3 separate regions of the Mus musculus genome follow, and all the other regions are linked to region 2. The links are chromatin contacts, called in public Hi-C and Micro-C maps. All regions are on one chromosome and are shown on one strand. Each heading gives the region's core, a stretch centred on a gene start, on an enhancer-like site or on the middle of the called end of the contact. The rest is flanking DNA. Distances are from core to core; before and after follow the strand shown.

What was found. Hi-C and Micro-C count contacts between places; a contact is called where the count stands out from the background.
Region 1: a Micro-C map of embryonic fibroblasts shows a contact between it and region 2, with 6 times the contacts expected there. The contact joins two enhancer-like sites. A contact is called at or near these places in 25 of 484 Hi-C or Micro-C datasets (the C2C12 cell line, the G1E-ER4 cell line, Sertoli cells and 10 more) and 1 of 115 datasets of contacts at active chromatin or transcription factors (vascular smooth muscle cells).
Region 3: a Hi-C map of the C2C12 cell line shows a contact between it and region 2, with 3 times the contacts expected there. The contact joins two enhancer-like sites. A contact is called at or near these places in 1 of 39 promoter capture datasets (hippocampal neurons), 2 of 15 datasets of contacts at CTCF or cohesin (both in embryonic stem cells), 49 of 484 Hi-C or Micro-C datasets (8-cell embryo, the AML12 cell line, B cells and 29 more), 6 of 115 datasets of contacts at active chromatin or transcription factors (astrocytes, bone marrow-derived dendritic cells, embryonic basal ganglia and 3 more) and 1 of 9 other capture datasets (embryonic stem cells).

Annotation. Positions count from the first base shown.
Region 1 is chr9:62,722,570-62,726,890 of GRCm38.p6, forward strand. The region is part of intron 2 of Itga11 (integrin alpha 11); the gene reads left to right. Among named protein-coding and RNA genes, the nearest start is that of Itga11, 47 kb to the left of the region's middle. Within about 2 kb of position 1,957, at least 23 of the 459 cell types and tissues checked have an H3K27ac peak or open chromatin away from gene starts, as enhancers often do. A contact at or near this core is called in embryonic fibroblasts, where this site is marked.
Region 2 is chr9:62,558,842-62,563,181 of GRCm38.p6, forward strand. No RefSeq gene overlaps it. Among named protein-coding and RNA genes, the nearest start is that of Gm39352, 20 kb to the left of the region's middle. Within about 2 kb of position 1,475, at least 73 of the 459 cell types and tissues checked have an H3K27ac peak or open chromatin away from gene starts, as enhancers often do. A contact at or near this core is called in the C2C12 cell line and embryonic fibroblasts, where this site is marked.
Region 3 is chr9:62,398,803-62,402,668 of GRCm38.p6, forward strand. No RefSeq gene overlaps it. Among named protein-coding and RNA genes, the nearest start is that of Gm40523, 15 kb to the right of the region's middle. Within about 2 kb of position 1,914, at least 23 of the 459 cell types and tissues checked have an H3K27ac peak or open chromatin away from gene starts, as enhancers often do. A contact at or near this core is called in the C2C12 cell line, where this site is marked.

The DNA.
Region 1 (4,321 bases), core at 707-3,206, 160 kb after region 2:
GACTGGGTCATCACTGATTATTGAGGTTCCCGGGATGCAAAGGGGAAACATTACAGAGAGTTGCTACCAATACCAAGGAAAAGATCAGAGCCTACAGCCTGCCCTTCTTAAGCAATCCCTCCCCGCCTCTAGACTCGCCATCTCCAGCAGAGGCTGGTCCCTCTCTCGGAATGTCTTTTCTGCTTTCCTAGACATCCAAGAGCTACTACTGCTCACGGGCTCTGGCTTCTACCATCTGTGTGGGAGCTGAGCTGCTCACACCTGCCTTGGCAGACACAGGCAATAAAAGATGTGGCTGGATTTAGAGCATAGCCCTGCCTGCCAGCTTTCTACCCTCCTCGACTTGGCACAGAGGGTAGAAGCCCAGAGGCAGGACACTGGGCCCTAACAGAGCTTTGTCTCCTTCTGTCCTACCTGGCACGCAGCCCCTCCTTGCTCTGGGTTCTGGATATCTCTTCCCAGGCTGTCAGGGAAGTTTTTCCATCCTTTGTAGTCTCAACACCCATTACCAGGTACGCAGAAACATCTGGAATTCGGGGTTCCCTCTCAAGGAGCTGTTGTAAAGAGGACATAAATAAAACAAAAGAGTTTCTGTTCTCTAAGACCGGCTGGGGGACAGTTCCAGGAGTTCGGTTGAACAGAAGAGGACAGGCGAGATGGCTCAGTAGGTAAAAGTGCTTGCCACAAAACCTGACCATCTGAGGTCGATCCCTGGGACCCGCATGATAAAAGGAGAAAAGCAACTCCTACAAGCTGTTCTCTGACTTCCACACATGCACCGTGGCATGTGTACACACACACACACACACACACACACAGGAGGGGGTAGTTAAAAATAAAAAAGGAATAAGGTACATGGTGTTAATAGTCTGTTCACCACCTGAGCTGGAACAGGAATCTGCTCCTCACTGCCATGTGGCTCATAGCACAGGAATATGGTGGCAGTGCGCACATATGCCTGTCTGCAGGTGTGCATGCATGTGGAAACCAGAGGACAACCTCAGCTTTTGTTCCTCGGCCACCATCCACACACACACATAGGCATACACACACAAACACAGACATACACACACAGACATAGACACACATACACATAGACACACACAGGCACACACACATATAGACACACACACACATACATAGGCACACACACATATAGACACACACACACATACATAGGCACATACACAGACACACACACATAGGTACACACACAGACAGAAACACACACAGAGACATAGACACACACACATAGGCACACACACAGACACACACACACAGACAAACACATAGGCACACACACACACAGAGACACACACAGAGACCCACACACAGACAGACACACACACACACAGACACACATATAGACAGACATACACACATAGGCACACACACAGAAACACACACACATAGGCACACACAGACACACACAGACACACACAGAGACACACACACCACCCCTAACTTATGCCCTGCTATGAGCCCCAACTCTCCACAGGTGGACTTCTCCATAGTGTCCTCCCTTGGCAGAGCCCTCCCTATAGGGTGGCCACAGAGAAAGGCCTACAGTTACAATGTTGGCTGCCAGCTCCCCTTCAGCCAAAGCACCCACCATCACCTCCCTAGGAAGAATGTTGGGAGCCCACAGCTGGTGACGCACAGCCGTCAGCCATGGAAGGCCCATGTTTGCCGCAACCTTCTGGTTTCCCGTGCTGCCTGATGCCCATACCAGACGATATTGAGTATCTAGTACAAACAGGCCCTTGGGCTCCAAGGTTGCAGATGGCCATATAAAGCTGAGGCCACAGTGGGTGGTGGGGCTGCCAGACCCCAGGAGCAATTTGGCTGCTCTTGGCGATGACGTGGCCCTTTTCTCAAGCTTCAGCAGTTAGCCCCTCAAAGCCTGAATCATTCCCTCCAAACCTCAAGTCCGCCAGGCACACGTCATGCCCAGACTCCAGAGAGAGAGAAAGGAGGTGGCTCCCTCTTTGGCAAGACATTTGGGGCAGCACAGAGGAAGCTGTCCCAAGAACCCTCTAGTCCCAACCTTGCCACAAACCAAGTGCCCAGTCAGCTTCCCTCTGAGTGTCTCATTTCTGCATCTGTACTGTGGGGACAGTGAACCCTGCCCTGATCCCCAGAATGTGCCCAGAACCCCCAGAGAAATGAGGTCTGGGGAGAATGGAGACGGGACATAGGGACACTCTTATTCTTTGAAAAGCACAAACCCAGTCTTGCTGCAGATTTAGCCATGAGGACTTAGTGAATTTTCTGCCATGTTGCCCCATCTTCACCACTGCCAGGACACATGTCTAGCTGCTAGTGGGCACCAGTCGTTAGGCATAGCTTACCCACATACAGTCCCCCTTCTATGTAAGGTGAGATGCTGAGAGGTTGGCAGTGAGCCAGTGCTTAGCCCCATTTTGTAGCCAGGAAAACTGAGGTTTGGTTGGTTACATTTCTCCAGACCATGCAGCAAAATCTGGGTTTCTCAACTAAGTTCTCCCACTATCGGGACTCTCCAAGTGGCCCTGGACCTCAGTGTTCCACTTAGAAGTGAGAGGTGCAATGGGAAGCCTACCCAGGGCATGCTGGGAGTGAGTTCTAGAAGGCACGTGGACATGGCTGTTCCAGAAGACAGCAGTGTTTGCCCTAATCTGGAACATGCTATGGCAGGTCCTCCTTGAAATTTCAGCATTCCATCTAAAAAGCCCTCCCTCCTCCCTCTCTCTGAAAGAATGGAGCAGTATTACCTACCCAATCTGTCCCAGAATTAAGTAGTCAAAAGTTGTCTAGACAAACAGATTTTATAGGCCCAGTTAACCCCTGCCAGTCAGACACAGGCATACCTAATAAGGGGCTATATTTAGAGGCTGTCATTATCTGGCTCCCTGGGGAGAAATCTCGACTCTTATTTCACACATTTCCTTTCTAACAACGCTGCTGCTCGGTCAAGCCCCAATTTAGCCTGGCAACTTTTCCTGACAGCCCAGAGGTGGAATGCTCAGCCACGAGGAGACGCTGCTGTCCAGAGCAGAAGCATCATGGTGGGCAGCTCTGTAAGAGCTGGGTCAGGAGACCCCCTGACTCCTTTATCCCATTCCTGCGTATTCTACAGCTCCCGGGGTCTGTCAGTCAGCTTCACTGTGGTGAGCTGGGGTACCCATCCCATGACAACACACTGCCTCTAAGAAGGTATTGAGAGAGAGAGAGAGAGTATGTCTGTTTGTGTCTGTGTGTCTGTGTCCACTCCCATGACAACACACTGCCTCCAAGAAGACAGTCTGTCTGTCTGTCTGTGTGTCTCTGTGTGTGTGTGTGTGTGTGTGTGTGTGTGTGTGTGTGTGTGTGTGTGTGTCCACATCTATGGATGGTTACTTGAGCACTTGTGCATGTATGTAGAGTCCAGAGATCACCCCTGGTACTTTTCCTAGGTACCATCTATCTACATTGTGTTTTGAAGGCTGTCTGTCACTGGCTTGGAACTTGCCAACTAGACTAGATGCCTGGCCACTGAGCCCCAGAGATCCACTCCTCTCCACCCCACCACCCCAGTGCTAGGATTACAAGTATATACTGCCATTTCTGACTTTTTTTTATGTAGGTGTTGAGACTCAAACCCAGGACCTCACACTTGCTCAGCTATCTCCCCAGCCTAGAGGACATCATTCTTTAACAATTTTTTTTTAGATTTATTTATTTATTTATTTATTTATTTATTTATTATATGTAAGTACACTGCAGCTGTCCTCAGACACTCCAGAAGAGGGAGTCAGATCTCGTTACGGATGGTTGTGAGCCACCATGTGGTTGCTGGGATTTGAACTCCTGACCTTCGGAAGAGCAGTCGGGTGCTCTTACCCACTGAGCCATCTCACCAGCCCGAGGACATCATTCTTAGCTCACTGTTAACTGTAAACCTTTGAGCAGAGAGTGGTAAAGGTGCCCAAGGCCCAGGGGTCTCCAGTTGTACCAGAATGCCACACACTGACAGATGAGCAGTTGCCCACCTAGGTGTCCCCTCAGGTCGCAGGTTCCTGTGGCCTCCTGGGATAATACTGCCACCTGGAGGTTGGCGTGAGGCATAAATGCCAGGGGTGCACATGTAGACACCCTCAGAGAAGCATGTCAGTGTGGAACTCTCCAGCCACAGGGGGCGCTGCTCTAACAGCTCGCATGGATGTGTCCCCAACAACCCAAGCTTTCCCTCTCTGCACGGTGTGTGGCTCATTTCCCTGGGTATTTGTGTTTGTGAGCAAGGTGTGCTCTTCCTTCGTTGAAGTTGAGGGCAGTGGGTGATGGTCACAGGGACTTATGTCAT
Region 2 (4,340 bases), core at 225-2,724:
AACTAGCTCAGAGCCCAGCGGCGAGAGAGGCTCAGTACAGTCAGGCCACATGCAGAGATTCAGTGAAGAGCCCTCCCATCTCTCTCTCTCTCTCTCTCTCTCTCTCTCTCTCTCTCTCTCTCTCTCTCTCTCTCTCTCACACACACACACACACACACACACACACACACACACACACACACACACACACAGTGTGTTGTTATATCTTACCTCTGGAGGAAGAAATTGTCAGTATTCTATGAATGGGAAAATCAGGTCACTGTGGTTAAAACAACTTGTGGGCTCTGGGGATGGCTCAGTGGGCAAAAATCTTGTCATTTGAAGAGTGAGGACCTGCATTTGAAGCCCAAGAAGACATGTACAGCCAGGCATGGTAGAATACCTTCTTAATCACAACACTCCAAGATGGGAGGTGGAGACAAGAGAATTCCCAGAAAGTCGTTGGTGTGCACAGCAGAGAACAAGAGATCCTATCTTAAGCAAAGTAGAGGACTGATGTCCACTGTTATCCTCTGATCTACACACACACACAGACACACAGATACACACATACACAGACACAGACACACACAGATGCACCCCCCCCACACACACAGACACCCACGGGGGAGGGAGAAGTAGAGGGAGAGGAGATACAGAGGCAAAGAGACTTTTGGGGGGAGAGGTGGAGATGTGATGGGAATTCCACAGGGACCATCAGCACTTACGTTCTTAACCACTATATAATCCGAGGGTGTACCTGCAGAGCCTGAGGAAAGGAGTGAGGTAGGCTGTGGTGCCTGAGAGGCCCCTTAGACCATTGGAAGAAGAGAAGAGAATATTACAAGGGTGAACATTTGTGGATTGTCTAGGTTAGGAAAAGCTGGCACAAGGATGGGTGAGTCCCAGCTGCGAAGCCCCAGTTGGTAAGATGGGTAAGAAGTAAAGGGACAGACTGGGCCAAGAAGAACAGGTGGGAAATGTCCACCTTCCTCCTTAGGAGCTCCCAGGGTCAGGAAAGGAATGATTAATTCAAGACTCATGATGTGGGATGGATGGTCCCTGGTAAGGGAGCACGAGGGGCTGCATAGGGATCCTGGACTCTGCCTTGGGAAATTGCCCTCACTGGCCTTCAACTTGTGTTCTTAAGTCTTTCCCACAAGCCCCTGGAGTGAGGGGAGGAAGGACAGGAAATATAGGCTAAGGGAAGCAGCAGCCCTCACTATCTGTGTCTGCAATGTCAGGAATGAGCTCAGACACAAAGACAAACAATGCTCTGACCCCATGCAGTCCAAGAAGGATGCTAAGAGCAACTGTGACTCAGCCGCAGGCTCGGGTCCAGGATGCAGAGATGCTGCCCAGCCAAAAGAAAGAGAATGAGCCAACCACTGTTCTGGAAATTTCCACTTCACATCATGAATCTTCTCGAGTGAACATGCTGAAGGCCACACTGGGGGCGGGGCTCATTCAAGGTCCCAGAGCCAGTATGTGGGAGCAGTGCTGGGAATGTAGAGTCTGACTAAGCTGGCTGAGTGCTCAGGCTTGCTGAGCACCATCCGATGGTCATGTGTCATCAGTGACTATCACAAGGGGGCAGAAATAACAAGAACATATTAAAAACTTTTAGGTAGTGTTAGAGTGAGTAAAAAAAAAATCTCTGTTTGGGGACCAGGAGAAGGATCCATAGCTCAGTGGATAGGATGCCTGCCTCGCATGCATGGAGCTCGGATGTGATGTTCCGTGTTCATAATCTCAGCTCTCCAAGGTGGAGGCAGGAGAATAAGAAAATTGAGGTCATCGTGCTGGATAGTTTTATGCCAATTTGACACAAGCTAAAGCCATTTGAGAGGCAGAAACCTCAATTAAGAAAACAACTCCATGAAGTCTGGCTGTAGGCAAGCCTGTAAGGCAGTTTATTAGTAATTGATGGGGGAGGGCCCAGCCCATGGTGGGTAATACCTTCCCAGGGATAGTGATCCTGGGTTCTATAAGAAAGTAGGCTGGGGCTGGAAAGATGGCTCAGTGTTTAAGAGCACTGACTACTCTTCCAAAGTTCCCAAGTTCAATTCCCAGCAACCACATGGTGGCTCACAACCATCTGTAATGAAATCTGATGCCTTCTTCAGGTGTGTCTGAAGACAGCTACAATGTACTCATATACATAAAATAAATATATATGAAATATATATATATGAAAGCAGACTGAGCAAGCCATGGGGAGCAAACCAGTAAGCAGCACCCCTCCATGGCCTCTGCATTCCTTCCCATGTTGAGTTTTGGTCATGATGTTTCATCACAGCAACGGAAACCCCAATTAAGACAGCCATCCTTGGTTACTCTGCTAGTCAGGCTGTTGGTTTGTTGGTTTGTTTTTTTGTTTTGTGTCAGTTTGACACAAATTAGGGTCATTTGGGAAGAGGGAACCTCAATTGAGGAATTGCCTTCATTGGATTGGCCTGGGGGGCGTGTCTGTGGGACATTTTTAAAAAATTGCTGACTGATGTGGGAGTGTCCAGCCCACTGTGAGCAGTGCCACTCCTGAGAAAGTGGTCCTGGGTTATAGGAGAAAGCAAGCTGAGTGAGTCTTGGGGAGCAAGCCAGTAAGCTGCACTCCTTCATGGCTTCTGGTTCAGTTCCTGCCTCCACTTCTAGCCCTGACTTCCCTCTGTAATGGAGTGTTGTAAGGAGAAATAAATCCTTCCCTCCCCAGGACAGCTACAGAGTAACTTCAAGGCTAGCTTGTGCTAAGACCCTGTTTGTGAAGGTTACTCTTGATTGTCACCTTGATGGAATTTAGAATTACCACAGAAACGAGTCTCCTGGCATATCTCAGGGGAATTATCTTAATTGGGCTAATCCAGGAGGGAATCCCACCCCAACGGTGGCATCACCATTCTATGGGCTGAAAAAACGAACAGAATAAGCTGGGCACCTGCCTTCATTGTTCTGTTTTCTGAGTGTGGGAGCCACGTGATCAGCGGCACCTCCCCCCCGCGCCCCCCCCCCCCGCCATGCCCCCTGTCACAACGGACTGTGCTCCCTGGAACTGTGTCCCCCTGGAACTGTGAGCCCCCCCCCCCCCCCCCCCCCCCGCCAAATAGCCCTTTCTTTCTTAAGTATGTTTGGTCAGAAACATTTTCCCAGTAATAGCTGTCCAGGGCTGGAGAGATGGCTCATCAGTCAAAAGTGCTTGCTGCCTAATGACCCGGGTTTAAGCCCCAGCATGGTGAACAGAACGAACTGACTCCTGCAAGTGGTTCTCTGACCTCCACAAGCGGGCCATGGCATAGAAATGCCCCCATTTCCAATGCTCAATAACATACTGAATTTTTTTTTCCTCTTTTACCTTGACCCACAGAAGCAGCCCACATCTCTACTCACGTGACCTGCACTGACCAATGAAATATGATCAGAGGTGTCCAATGCCCCTTTGGGACAGCAGCTTTCAGAGTCACTGCCCAGTTTCTATGGCTATTCAGCTTGCATCTATAAAACCTGGTATTTGGGTGGAGCCTCGAGTAGCTAGGGTGTCAAATGAGTGTCTGTCCCTCTGGATGCACTGGACAGGTCATGGGCCAGGAAGGAGTCTTATACTGTGGGGTTGGTAGCACAGCTTGGCCTACATGCTTCCAGGTGTGCAAATCTGATTGTTTTAGAATCGGTGTCCTGATCAAACGAACAAGAGCCCTGAAAGATGTGGCTTTCCCTTGGAGGTTCTGTGGTGGCACTGAGGGAGTGGGGGCCGGAATGATGATCAGGAGTGCGTGAGGATGCATGCATAAAAACTCTCCCCGGAATTCTTTGGTGGGAACAGTGGGAGAGGGATCCGAGGGTGGTCAGAAGCTCTGTGGGCTGCTCGAGCTAGGAAGTGAAGGGGCTGAGGGTGGGTCAGCCTGAGGTGGAAGGATGAGATTTGTATCATTTCAGATCTTCCACTCTCAGCCAGAAAGTAACCTCATGGGCCAGGAAAGGGCTCAGCAGATGCAGGAACTTGTTGCCATGGCTCACAAGTGACGTCAAGCCCTGGGGCCCACATGGTAGAAGGAGGGAACGTGCTCTCTACAAGTTGTCCTTTGACCGCCACACAGGTGATATGGCACACACACACACACACACACACACACACACACTGACAACAGGTTCAAGGAAGAATGAGAACCCAGAAATCATGAAATGATACTTAGTTACAAAAGTGTCAAATAGCTGCTTACAGAATGCTGGGAGGCGTTTTCTTCCGGTTACCTGAAAAGTCAGGAATGGTTTTTGTAAAACACCAAAGACATTATTTCCCCCAGTCCCCTGTATATTGTGTGAAGATACAAAGGGTGGGGAACTCAGCTGGTGCCACCAGTTGGTGATCA
Region 3 (3,866 bases), core at 664-3,163, 160 kb before region 2:
TTCAGACACACCAGAAGAGGGTGTCAGATCTCATTACAGATGGTTGTGAGCCACCATGTGGTTGCTGGGATTTGAACTCAGGACCTTTAGAAGATCAGCCAGTGCTCTTAACCACTGAGCCATCTCTCCAGCCCCCTTGTTTATTTTTCAAGACAGGGTTTCTCTGTAGTCCTGGCTGTCCTGGGAATCAGTCTGTAAACCCAGGCTGGCCTGGAACTCAGAGATCCACCTGCCTCAACCTCACTAGGGCTGGGACTAAAGACATGCACCATCACCACCCAGTGCTGTTTTCTTTTGTTTTTTTAGAATTATTTTACTTTTTTTTTTTAATTTTTGATTTTTTTGAGACAGGGTTTCTCTGTGTGGCCCTGGCTGTCCTAGAACTCACTCTGTAGACCAGGCTGGCCTCAAACTCAGAAATTCACCTACCTCTCTCTGCCTCCCAAGTGCTGGGATTAAAGGCATGCGTCACCACGCCCGGCCTTTATTTTACTTTTTAAACTATGTTTATGGGTATGGCTATGTGCAAGCAAGGGCAGGTGGATCTCCCTTGGAAGTCAGAAGGGGATGTTGGATCCCTGGAGCTGGAGATTCAGGCAGTTGCTCAGCTGCCTGAAGTGTTTGCCTCTGAGTTATCTCTCCAGCCTCACTTGGTTATTGAGACAAAGTGAAACTTTGTCCTGCAGTTTGCAGATCAGACTAGCTTTCTGCCTTTGCCTCCTTTGTGCTGGGATTACAAGCGCATGTCCCCATGCCTTTTTTTGGGGGGGGGTGTTCTTGGAACGTAACTCAAGTTCTCATGCCCACTCAGCAAGAACTTGGCCAACTGCACCATCTCCCAGTCTCCCAGTCTCTTGGTACATTTTCATCCCTTAGACCTTTCTGTCAGTCTTGTTGTGATTGAAATGTTCTTCGTAACTGATTCACATAGGATGCGTTTTTTTTTTTTATTACACACCCCTCTTGTATGAGCATTAAAAAAAGAAAACCAGTAGCAAAATTGATTGGTGATAGCATCCCTGAGACTTCTCCCGTCTTGCAAGCTGCTGCTTCCGTACTGCTGTGGCCCAGCTTCTGTGGCATCCACATTTCTGTACACAAAGCTGTGCTCTGTGTCAGCAAGAAGCTGGAGAGGCATCCTTCCTCCAAGGTCACTTCTTTTGTGTTCTTTGTAACTCTCCTCCTTGGCTGGCACTGACTTGCAAGTGCAGGCAATTACAGGCCCTCAAGATCTCTGCCTGGCTGGTAGGATGACGTCCAAGAAGGGACATAGGGTCAGAACACAACTGGGTGAGGTTTGTCTACTAACTGCTAGACTTCAGCATGTAGGAAGCCCTGGATCCCATCCCCTGCACTGTAGTAACGGGACATGGTGGGACATACATGTGATCCCAGCACCGAGGAGACAGAAGCAGGAGAATCCGAAGTTCAAGGTTATCTTCCACTACATAATGACCTTGGGCCATCTTTGGATACCTTAAGACTGTCTCAACAAAATAAATAAATAAATAAATAAATAAATAAATAAATAAATAAATAAATAAATAAATAAATAAATGAGGAGAGGTGGGGTGGGATGGGGAGAAATGAGGCTCCTGGAACCAGACAGAGTATAGGACACATGTTTGCTTGTGTGCATGGGACGTAGTGACCAACAGCCCTTTGGGATATAAATCATATTTTCTTCTTCTCTCTTTAAGTCTGGAAACGGAGCCTCAGAAGAGCGAAATAATTTGTGCAGCCCACCAGGGGAAGGGCTGCCATCCTGCTGTGTCAGGCACAGTGGATCTCTTGCTCCTTCCCCTTCCTCAACACAGTTCCCCCTCCCTCGGAAACTTCACAGGGTGCTCCAGGGTAACAGCTTGGGGTCCTGGTTCTCCAGCCACCCCAGTAGGGGTGCCAGCTACGATTACATCACTGAATAAACTTATGTTTCTGTGACTCATCCTCTCCCAGAGAACTGCAGGAAGCTGAGGCTCTCAATCCTTCACCGGTGGGTCCTTCTGTGGATCTAGAGCCGCTAGCCTTACGGCCCTCCCGCAGGGCACTCTGTTCTCGGAGTACCCTTCCCCAAAGCTGAACGTCCTTCCCACTTCCTGCCCACACCTGGGTTCGCACACGGGGCTGTGGGGTGGGTCTTTCTCCTGAGAGAGGATCTTCTCTTCTCTTTTGGAGACAGAGCCTTGTGTCTGGCCTCAAGCTTGTTATGTAGCTAAGGATGATTTTAAACTCCTGATCCCCCTGATTCTGTCTTCTGAGGTTTGGGATTATAAACTATACTTTCATGGTAGCATTATGTGGTGCTGGGGCTAGGAGAACTGCTGGGCGGGGGCTTTTCCAATAGTTCCCAAGCTCACTCTCTCCTCTCCTCTCCTCTCCTCCCCTCCCCTCCCCTCCCCTCCCCTCCCCTCCCCTCCCCTCCCCTCCCCTCCCCTCCCCTCCCCTCCCCTCCCCTCTTCTCCGCTCCGCTCCCCTCCCCTCCCCTCTTCTCCCCTCCCCTCCCCTCTTCTCTTCTTCCCTCTTTTTCCTCCCTCTCCCTCTCCCCTTCCCCTCTCGTGCTGTCACTGTGTATCCCATGCTAGCTTTGAATTTAGAGTCCTGGAAGAGGCTCTTCTGATGCCCATGAAAAATGATTCTCCTTCCTTTTCTCTCAGTCTCTGAGCTCCTCACCAACGCTCCAGTCCTGTCAGAAACACAAGAGAACAGCCCTGCAGTACAGGGCTCAGGGCTGTGTTTACAGATCTTAACACAGGGTCTGCTTCCCTGTGATCATTTTCTGCTGCTGCCCACATAAATTACCCCCAAATGAAGCTTATTCTGTAGATAATGCTAACCACAAACTCATAGAAATTCTCCTGCTTTTCTCCTAAGTGCCAGGATTATGGCTATGCACCGCCATGCCCATCTTCCCCCCCCCCACTCCTCTCCTCCCTAGCTCCTTCCCCCTCTTCCTCCTTCTCATCTCTTTTGGAGGCAGATATCATGTAACCCAGGCTGGTCTCAAATTCACAATGTAGCAGATCAGCCTGCTTTCTTATACAACCCAGGACCACCCACAGCAGGTTGGGCTGTTCTACAGCAATCATTAGTGAAGAAAAGCCTCACAGACTTGCCTACAGGCCAGTCTTACCAAGGTGTTTTTCTAAGATCCCCTCTTCCCAAATGATTCTTGGAGTGGAAACTTAAGGTTTTTTTTTTTTTAGAGAGTCAGTTGTGTTGGATGGTGTTTTGCTGGGGCAAACACATGAAAGTGTTTTTCTGAAGTGGACACAGATGAAAGGCTAAGGCAGACTTGTGAAGGAACATTTTACTGGAGCAGACAATGGAGAGAGGATATTCTGCTAAAGCACACACGTGAAAGGGCACACGATGAAGGATTCTTTACTAACTACACACATCTACTGGTCCTCCTTACATTGCATAGTTGAGCTGCATTTGTCAGGACTCCATAAAGAGAAATGCACCCAAAAACTTCTGGTGGTGCGCTGCAGTTTCTTGCTGCTTCCAAGGGCTGATTGGCAGAGTGATGTCAGCTGAGACAGACTCATGGGCTGAGGTAAGACACAAGCTAAGGGAAGACCATGGAGGACACGGGAAGTTTGGAGGGCATATATATAGTACTGGATTGAGCAGAGCTTGGCTTGCCAGTACAGCCAGCTGTGCAATGCTTTTTGGTCTCTCTCACGTGAGAGAGACACAGTCGAGAACTTCTCCTGGTGTTCCTCTGGGTCCTTCCTGCTGACGCATGCGGAAGCTGAGGCCTGGCTGTCTCTGTTAGGTAGTATCATTGCTGCTGATTTGCTTTGATATACTAACTTCCAAACTGACTGCTAGTGCATCTGTGAAGTGTTTGGGAGTGGACTGAG